Regions from separate parts of the Acanthopagrus latus genome. Here region 1 is linked to region 2. The links are chromatin contacts, called in public Hi-C maps. All regions are on one chromosome and are shown on one strand. Each heading gives the region's core, a stretch centred on a gene start, on an enhancer-like site or on the middle of the called end of the contact. The rest is flanking DNA. Distances are from core to core; before and after follow the strand shown. Region 1 holds the start of daw1 (dynein assembly factor with WDR repeat domains 1). Region 2 holds the start of LOC119012137 (A-kinase anchor protein SPHKAP).

The links. A called contact is a pair of places that touch in the nucleus more often than the background predicts.
Region 1: a contact with region 2 is called in a Hi-C map of muscle, with 2.7 times the contacts expected there. The contact joins the promoter of daw1 here to the promoter of LOC119012137 in region 2. A contact is called at or near these places in 3 of 4 Hi-C or Micro-C datasets (liver and muscle).

The regions. Positions count from the first base shown.
Region 1 is chr2:19,143,152-19,148,358 of fAcaLat1.1, reverse strand. It overlaps daw1 (dynein assembly factor with WDR repeat domains 1), which reads left to right and starts at 1,289. Exons shown (of 12, transcript XR_005072476.1): 1 at 1,289-1,439; 2 at 1,667-1,739; 3 at 2,222-2,366; 4 at 3,020-3,081; 5 at 3,183-3,305; 6 at 3,435-3,534; 7 at 3,782-3,889; 8 at 4,513-4,619; 9 at 4,773-4,875. slc19a3b (solute carrier family 19 member 3b) reads right to left here and starts at 365. Exons shown (of 8, transcript XM_037117767.1): 1 at 23-365. The coding sequence starts at 172.
Region 2 is chr2:19,002,352-19,007,365 of fAcaLat1.1, reverse strand. LOC119012137 (A-kinase anchor protein SPHKAP) reads right to left here and starts at 1,481. Exons shown (of 14, transcript XM_037085692.1): 1 at 1,402-1,481; 2 at 139-276.

The sequences.
Region 1 (5,207 bases), core at 40-2,539, 140 kb before region 2:
TGTATGTGACTGCCATTCTTACCACTTCTTCAGAGATGTTCTTGTTTGGTCCAATTAAGTATGCTGTGAGGAAGGGCTCTGCTACCCTGCAGTTTGCAAAAAACCCATAGAGGGACAGGAGTGCAGTGGGATAAATCCAGCTGGAGGACTCCAGCTTGGCCCAACACGCCATGCTTTTACCTGAGAAGAATCTCCCAGGGATCTTCTTTGGTCTTTATTTCCAAGAGTGCTGCCTGAAAACCGTGGTCTTGGTTTTTAGTCTGACTACACGGCTCGTCCCTTAAATACAAGAGTGTTTCCCAGAGCTATCAGGAATAGTAGCTTAAACAACCACACAGTATCTTTGTGATCTGCACGTGCCTTCGTCAAAGTTTATTAGCGATAGACTTTGAACTGTTAGGAAACAGAGGGAAAGCTGAGAGTTGATGTAATGAGGCTTTCTCCAGTTACTAGCCTCTGCTAGATTATATCAAACAAGTGAACAAAGAGAGACATGTTATTGTTAAGCAGAGGTAAGAGTTCAGAAATAAGATGACTCCACTTCAGCAGCAAAGTTATTAGTAAATGGTTAATCATTTCTCAAAAAAGAAATGTCAACAGCCGTAAAAACAGTAATATTTAAATAGTAAAATATTAGAATTATTACTAAATAGAATTATTACTAAATTATATATATATATATATATATATATATATATATATATATATATATATATATATATATATATATATATATATATATATATATATATCTTAATATCTGTGTTATATCTTAAGCACAGGAAGCAGATAATTTGAGAATAATAATAATAATTTGAGATCATTTAAGAATATTTGTCTTTTTCCTTTTATAGCAATACTTTGGAGTTATAATGGAAGATAAGAAATATAAGGTTTTGTCGAATATTTCGTTTCTATTAAGTAAACCTTTCTCCTCAAATGGAAATGTATCAGAACACAACCCCTAACGGACGATTATTATGAAGAAACTTTATTTATTTTAAAATTCTCGAAAATGCATGAAAAAGAAAAGAGCAATGAAACTTCTGGACAGTACTGATGCCTTAGGATTATTAGAGGAAACGCCATAGCTTTTGATTGATTAGAACTGTTATGTTTTCATTTAATGTATCTTTATTTTTACTGTTTGTCTGTTGAAATATAATTTTGTTTACATTCTGCGCTCTGTTCTCTTCAGAGTCAAACACTGATGTATTATCTCCAATCTATTGCCTAATCTATTGTACAATTTCAAAATAAAAGCGGTGCCACCTGAGCGTTAAGGTTTTATCTTCGTGATACGCATGCGTCATTACTGCACGTGCCGCGAGTTTGTTGCCATAGCAACGCTTTGTTGATAGGTTATGTGAAGAAGCTAGCTAACCCAACACATGGAAACATGAAACTAAAGCGGTTCCTCCTCAGATATTATCCTCCAGGTAATACAAATAATTAAAATACGCAAAGGTGTCCCATCTGTAACGTCACTTCGTCTGAATGGAACTGTTGTAGAGGAAGGTTTTCAACTTTGACAACAACTTACATGCTAACGTTACTAGCTGCACCACTATGTTGGTTAATGTTAGCCGAGTGAATGCTAGTTCTGTTCAGTTTAGCCGACATGGATAGCCGCTCCTCGTTTAAATGTTTTTTTTTCTGCTATCAGGTATAATCCTGGAATATGACAAAGGAGGGCAGTTGAGGACCAAATCAATCGACCTTTTGGATTTGACTCCAGAGTGCGTGAGTTGTGTCATACATTGTTAAATGTATGAAGCTAGCCAACAGCCTAGTGGCTTTTTGATAAGTGTAATGTCATAAAACTCTATTGTGGGAGCAGGGTCATCTGTATTATTTTCTTGGTCTCTTAATACATATATATTAGGTAAGATTTTATAATATCTATGATATCATTAAGATAGACAATTATATATGATTCAAAACGGCAAAATCACAGTTAATTTAACTTTGTTTAACTGTTTAACTTTGTTGCAGTTGACAAGCAATGACGTGCTTTATAAATGACTTATTAGCAATTGTTTATTGGCAAGATCCTCATGATAATAAATGCTGTGTGGTCCGTTTATAAACGTTATTTGGATGAGTTGCAACTGATGTTTTTACCCTTTACAATTCCTAAATAAAAGTCATGTTATCATTTTTAAAAGTATCACCATCGGTCAGTCTGAGGTTTAAAAGTCACACTTTCCCCACCATGCAGAACAAACCCAGATGACCTGTTGGCAGAAATCAGCCAATCAGAGCCTCTGATCACAGGCTCCCGCGCTAATCAGGTTAAACAGCTGATCGTTCGACTTCAACAGAAACAGAAGCAGCAGGACCACCACAGGTTCTGTTTCATGAAGGTCAGAAATCAAACCGATACTGGTCGGTACTACTGGTGGATAATGAATCAGTCAGCACAGTGATAAGTATCTATAAAGTAGCTCTTGGTGAAGACATCCATTCATTTATTTTCTTTCTGTACAGCTGTGATTTTGGATGATAAAACATTTTGCAATATTAGCTTATTACAGCAGAACATTATAGTCTGTATAGTCTGTTTTTTGTTCATTGTTAACATTCTGTACATACGTGGAAAGTGATGAGTTTGACTAGTGAAATATGCCAGTGCTCAAAAGAGGCACTAGAGAGCAGCAGTGGTTAAGTTACAATTTTAAAAAAAATTAGAATCATGGTAACAGTCTGTCTTGTAACATGATACAGGTGCTGCATGAGTGTCTTAGCATCTTGAGGAATACACAAGACTTAATTTGTATGAGCTCAGGGTGGGTTAGGGGGCAGTAAGTCAGAGGATAGTCATGAAACTGGTGAGAGATTATTCTGCATAAAGAGAGAAAATCCTTCCACCACTGAAGAGCCAAGAGGGAGAGGTGTTCCCTTTACATCAAAGTCAGAAGAATTGTAAATGGGGTCATCTAAGATGAATGAAGTAAATAACAACACTGCCTTGGAGGTTATTTTTCCCAACCTCTTTCTGGTCTGTTTTTTTTTTAAGCAGGAGCTCAAGGCACACATACTGCCACTGACAAATGTTGCCTTTGACAAATCAGGGTCAAGGTAAGTTTATCTGCAACACACAAAAGTCTGGCACTCTGGAGTTGAGGAAAAGCTCTGTATTTTTGTCGTTGTTGTTTATTGTTCTCTCTAACACTCTGCAGATTTATCACTGGGAGCTATGACAGGACATGTAGGGTTTGGGACACAGCCTCAGGCAGAGAGCTGCACACGCTGGAGGGTCACAGAAACGTGGTGTATGCAATTACCTTCAACAACCCATATGGGTAATGAGCGTTGTCAGCAAAACCTGTACAGCAACTGAGAACATTGCTCTACATACTTAGGCTTTCAGAGAGGCTGTTCATCTTACAAATGACAGTTTCTTTGCTGTATTTGATCTTTCGGAAACTTAGAGACAAGATTGCCACCGGCTCTTTTGATAAGACCTGCAAACTGTGGTGTGCTGAGACGGGCAAATGTTTTCATACCTTTCGTGGACACATGGCAGAAATAGTAAGTATGACTCTAGTTAAGTGAAAACTATCATTTTTTTGTTTATTTTTAGCAGTGCTGCACAAGTGTTGCTTCATACACAATAGGCTGCTCTATAAAGGGCTTTAAAGTTAGGCCCAACTGAGCATTCAAATTGCATATATTAAAGCTTTTACTTTTGGTGTTACATACATAGCTTTGACAATAGCTTAGTCTTCCAAATCCCTTTTGGCTCTGTGTTAGAGTATTGTGTGGTTGTATTGTGTAGGTGTGCCTGGCGTTCAATCCCCAGAGTACACTGGTGGCCACAGGCAGCATGGATGCCACTGCCAAGCTGTGGGATGTGGAGACTGGGGAGGAGGTGGCCACTCTGACTGTGAGTTATCTTTTCCTTACTTACTATATCCCAATGCCTCTCTTTCTCCTTTTTCTCATACAACGCACATTCATTCATTAATAATGCATCACTTTTCATTCACTACTAAGAGTAATTACTCCTTAATTGAGTGTTGTTACTCCTGCTGATGGCTGGCACCTTTTCTACCCCACATTTCCACCCCTGATATGGTGGGAAAAGTAGCTGTAACTCTTTAATAATAACTCTCATAACCCCCTCTGAGGGAAGCAGTGTGCTCTCTTTGATGTACAAACTGCATGTGGGTTCGTGGTGTGACTGGTTGGTCGGCTGGCTCTGTCTCAGTCAGAAGCAACGCTTTGCAGCTCTTTCTGTTCTTTCGCTTCTTCACACCACGGAGAATCAATCAAGCTGACAGCCGTCAATTGAGCACAGAATCTCGAGCATATGCTTTATTTTTATTTATTCATATCAAGAATTCAACAGTCTACCCTTTAGGCTTAGGTGTGTATGTTTGTTTGAATAAATAATATTGGGTTGTTGATGTGCAGTTTCATCCATACAAGCGCATAGAAGGAGGGGGGGATTGAAAGAAAAAAGAAATGAGTCAGTGAGGGATCATGCTGTCTTTTGATTTCCTCCAGGGTCACACTGCAGAGGTCCTCTCTCTGTGCTTTAACACAGTGGGAAATCAGCTTGTCACTGGCTCCTTTGACCACACAGTTGCTATATGGGATGTTGCTTCAGGAAGGTCAGACATGGTCATTGTTATTGTAATGTGTGCATTGACGTGTGTGTCATCAGTTATACTATACGGTGCATGCATTGATTCGCACCTAAGCATTCTGCATACAGGAGTGCACTGACCGCTGTGTTTTCTCCTTTGTTTTGCTTTGTTTTTCAGACGCGTCCACACTCTGACTGGTCACAGGGGGGAAATCAGCAACGTTCAATTTAACTGGGATTGCTCTCTCATAGTCACAGGCTCCATGGACAAAACCTGCAAGGTGAACTGTCAATTGTGTTTGCTAGTCGGATGTTTTTTATTTCAATACATTTCAACAGGATAATTCTGCAAAAATGTCCCTTTACAGACTAGCAATGTATTTTTTGACTACAGCAATATAGTTTGTCATTTATTTAGCATTTTAAACTTGTCATTCATATCCACCCTCCTCCTTTTCACACTCTCCGTCTCTCTCCACCTCCTGTCTCTGAGGTCTCCATTATTTAAAGGAGCAAAAATTAAATCCTAATTCCTTAATTATGCCAAGATGAGTCATGCTCACAAGTAAGAATTATCCACCTTACTGCATTCCTCTGGGGGAGATGGTTAAAA
Region 2 (5,014 bases), core at 232-2,731:
ATTTTAGGTATGAAGCGGTGATGGCATAATGCAGAGAAAATCATTAAAGAATTCCAATAACACACATGCAAATATGGACACAACACAGACACACACACACACACACACACACACACACACACACACACACACACACACCTTTCAGATTGTCCATTAGTAGCACCTGGAGCCCTCCCTTGCCTCTCCAGGAACAGAGCTGTTGTGGGATGTGACATGTTGACAGGAAAGTCAAGATAACCCAGACGGGGGACGGTCCTGGAACCACTTAGTCACATGCTGCAGAAACACACACACACACACACACACACACACACACACACACACACACACGTCCTTGAATAAGGATAAAGACAACTAACAAGGTGTTTGGTTACAGACCAACAAAATGTCCTTTCTGCTGACAGTTAATAGAAACAGTCTCCTGACCTCCTTTCCAACTTTTCAATACCAAGGTAATTTGTAACTAAAACGTGAAATTTGGTACTGTGATGAAGATTTTGGCAAGGATCTCTAGCTCCTGGGCTCAGCAGACCCACATAAATCTTTCCAAGCAAACACTGATGACTGAGAATACTGCAGCTCTTGACTTCAGAGCGGATGGGATGCTTGGGATAACCAGCAACCAGCGAGGTTGATTAAGTGATGCGAAGTGTTCTGCTGGAGGTTGATTTAGCTGTTCTGGTATGGAAGGAGTGACCAGAGAAATTTTCTAGGAATTCATGTTGATAGTAAGAGACGAGGCTGAGGTCAACTGAAGGACTAATGTGAGTTCAGTTCGACAACTAAAAAAACGATGACTCCAGTTGATTACACTTTGTTTTAGAGGTAAGACATGATGTTAAGGGCTGAAATTACTATTATTATTATTATTATTATTATTATTATTATTATTATTATTATTATTATTATTATTATTATTATTATTATGAGCAGACAGGTAAATATATTTGCATTTCTCACTTTCTCTTTGACAAAGAGTCAAAGCCACCTGTTAATTACACATGAAAAGGCCTATGAATAAACATAAAATTAAATTAGAATAGGAATTTTAAAAAAAATATGTGCATATATGCACTTGTCTCTGCATTTGTTATAGTCCTTTTTTCTTAAGTTTCTTGAGCAGGTGCTTCATCAACTGACAAATGCATTAGCATTTAACTACACACACACTTGCAGCATTATACTCTGTATCTTAAATGCACAAAATATGCATCATACTGATTAATTAATCATGACATGAGGACAGAGTTAAGCTAGCTGCTTCTTAACAGCAAACAAGCTAGAAATAAAAAACATTAAACAAAATGTTTCCAAAACACTAATAATTTGGTATGCATGTCCGTAAAATACACAAAAAACAACATACTAAAAAATTCTAAAGCATTAACAATAATTTCGTACCTGAAAAGGGGTAAATATCAGCAAGACACAAGGCCTCCTCTCCGGCAGTTTCATAGACAACCTGTCGTCGCGGCTTAGAGCTCCCCCTTCCGGCCTCTGCAGGTATGACCAATCAATCACAAGCATCGTCTCTCAAAAGGCTAAACAGGTAGATATCAGATTAGTTTATCTTGACAGGTATGTTTACACCTTTTCAAAGTGTTTTTCACCTCGTTTATAACTGTTTTATTCTCTTTTAAATGACTTTATTTTTACTGAAACTGATTGTAATGACTTTCAACTGCCTTATCAAATTATATGAAATCATATCGACTGGGTACTTAAACATACACACACAATAGGCACAGAATAACAATATCTCTATCTGAAAACAACACATTTGAAGACTGAATGAGGATGAACAAACTTTCTGTTTTAATACACATATACACACATATTTTACATAAATACACACAGCAGCAGATATGTCCGTACATTAACTCATGGCATGAACACATGTACACATAAGCATATATAACCACATGCACATACTCCCCAACAGTTATGTCTTTATTGATATATAAAGCTACAAGAGTTTCATATGTGCATCCCTTCAATCTTTATCAACTTCCAATGTAAATTTTAAATTGATTAGATTAAAGATAAGGGGGGTAAACTCATAATCATTAAGTAAAACATTTTATCAAACTTATTAAACAATTTCTTGATAGTTAAACTGTTAATTACTTTACAGAGTCTCTACTTCTGAAAACACACCCAATGCAATTTTAAGGCCCCTTCAGGGAAAATAGACACAGCTAATGAAAATACTAAATCAATACTTTGAAATTAATGAAATTAATCAATGTCATCACATGTATTTGCTTTGCCTCCATTCAGTGAAATTAGCCCTTATTTGTGTAATATTCTACACAATACACACTAGAGAATATATCATTGCATGATATGCATAAGTTAGAAGGTATTTTGGTGTCAAAAGCAACGGACTTAAACTTTCAAACAAGCATTCAAAAAGTGATATAAGTTTTTCAATAAATATAATATAGTATATGAGCTGAAGCCTTGTGTAACACTGACCAGCAGAAAAAAAAAACCCTCTACAGTTTGATTTAGTGTGTCAGATGTCTCAGGCTGAAGTGTGATTATCACTTCATTGTGGCTGAGGAGGATGCTGTCTAAGTTGGTTAAGTGTCTCTCTGTCACTGGCTCTGTTCTTGAATATCAAGTGCCGTGACTTCAGCAGAGGCTTTGACAGTTCGGTGCCCCAAAACATGCACAAAATCTTTATCACCACTCTGTCAACTTAGATAGATAACATACACCAACATATGACCGATCAAATCATTATGAATGATGTTGTTTCTCACTACATGTTTGTCAAATTCTTCGAGTCGCTTTAGGAGCACAAATAGTCAAAAGGAAAAAAAAAATAAAAATGATTTTTGATTATTATTTTTCACAGCGTGCAGCCTGACTGTTCACCTGTAGCCCTCCTCTGACAGCAAGTGTACACCTCTCCATCATGTTTCAAACTCTGGCTCAATCTAAATCTGCTTTTACCACAGTGGGCTTCGCTTCTCAAAACAGAGTAGTGTATTTATTTACTGGAAGTGGTCATATATTGTTTCTTTAAAAGGTAAATCCCTGGACATGTCAAACCAAGCTGATAGCACGAAGCACGTTCTTCTTAGCCGGATGGATTGCAGTAATATAAGCCTCAGTCCAGAGACTGCAGTTCTCTACTAAATCATCTTTCTGTGAGGTGATGCCATGCTTTGTATCACTGACCTGTGAATGTTCACAATGTGCGGAGCTCTAACAAGAACTTCTGCTTCCTGAGGCAGCTAATAAATCAGGCTGCAGAATTTTCTGCACAATAATGATGCTTTTTCTCTGCCAATGCCACACAACTTAATTTCCTCATTTTGGAAAGGAGTTTCATTAGCTAACCATAATACAAAAACACAGGTTAAATGATGCTCTCACTGATATATGAGCCAGACAAAACAGGAACAGCAAAGAAAAGATGCCTAATGGCCAAAGTAACAATATATTTAACATTGAAATAGGGAAAGGAGTGAAACATTGTGTGAGGTCTCCCAGATAACGAGGTTGCACTTTATAATAAGGGTATAAATCATATGCATAAGTAATGTTTAGCTAATGCATTGCTCATGATTTCATGCATGGATCAATGCAGAATGTATTATGGATGCCTGCTGCTCACAGTAAACAAATGATCGTGTTACTTTGCGTTAATTGTTGTTGTTGAATGTTAATTCAGAGTAACTGCATTCATTAACTGATGTGCAACCAAATTAGCTGTCCCCAGTCACATAAAACTTTAGCTCAGACTTGTGTATTCTCTCTCCTCATTACGAGGAAATATGACACTTCTTCGATTATCAGATGCAAACACTGAGATTCAAAACAATTCAAGATTCAAAAACGTTATTGTCCAGAAAATCGTTTAAATGTCTCTTTCATTGGTGTATGACTCATATCAAAACATACACAGTGCATTTATAAGAACAGTCAAAATCCATGCAGTAAAAAAGCAGAGTGCAGTTTACTGACAGGAGTTAAAAGATGGCAGTGGCAGCGGGGATAAATTGTGTTTTATGTTTTAACCCTGGAGCTCCATCCTGATGACATCAGCTCACAAAGGTATGAGAGGGTGGGATTCACTGCTTTTCCTTGTTGTTCTGTGAGCTGCGTCTGTGTGCAGCCTGTGTTTTTGAGTCTCTGATTAACTCCACTGGAGAGTTTGGCTTTACTTTGCACAGAAATGTGACCAAACCAGGACATCATGTTGCAAGTTAATACACTTTAAATCAGAGCTTGGTACACACTGCTCAGGATATCTTTATTTGACAAACCATCAAACCATCTGAACCCCCATGCCCTGACTGAGAGAGTCTTGTCTTTTTCAGTGCCCCTAAATATGTGTGAATTAACTGTGAATTAACACTCTTTAACTGATTATTTATTAAGTTTGAACTTATTACTTAACTTGTGTAACTGTTTAATGGTGAGCAACAGGAATCCGGGATTCATCCTGCATTCATTTATGCATTAAGTCATCATGACCCATGCATTAGTTCAGCATTACTGAGACAAGACAGCAGACGAGTTTTCCTTTTTAACATATCATTTTGAAGTAAATGTTGAATGTGTGAATACTGACATCATTAGCGTTACAATTGGTTTCTCTATGAGCCTTGCTTTCACGATGAAGGTCTTCCACCAGGCTGTGGAAAATGAATGTTGACTGGTGATCCAGATAGGCTGGCAGACTGGCACCATTTCTACCTGCTTATGTCTCTATCATTAACTAAATGTACAACCAACCTCAAGCTTTGTTGGTAGTTGCTACTCTGAGGGCAAACAGAAATGATCCAGTTATCTTTTCAACAGTGGCTCCACAATAATGCCACTTGGGAAAAGTTCTCTGTTCGCACTTTAAGAATATGATTTGTACCATATCATAATGGTGCTGCCCACTTTCTGATCATTCAACAGAATACTTATAATATACAAAATGATTACCGGTGGTGTAAGTTTATATATTTACTCAAGTACTGTACTTTGAATTTGACCATTATGCTACTTA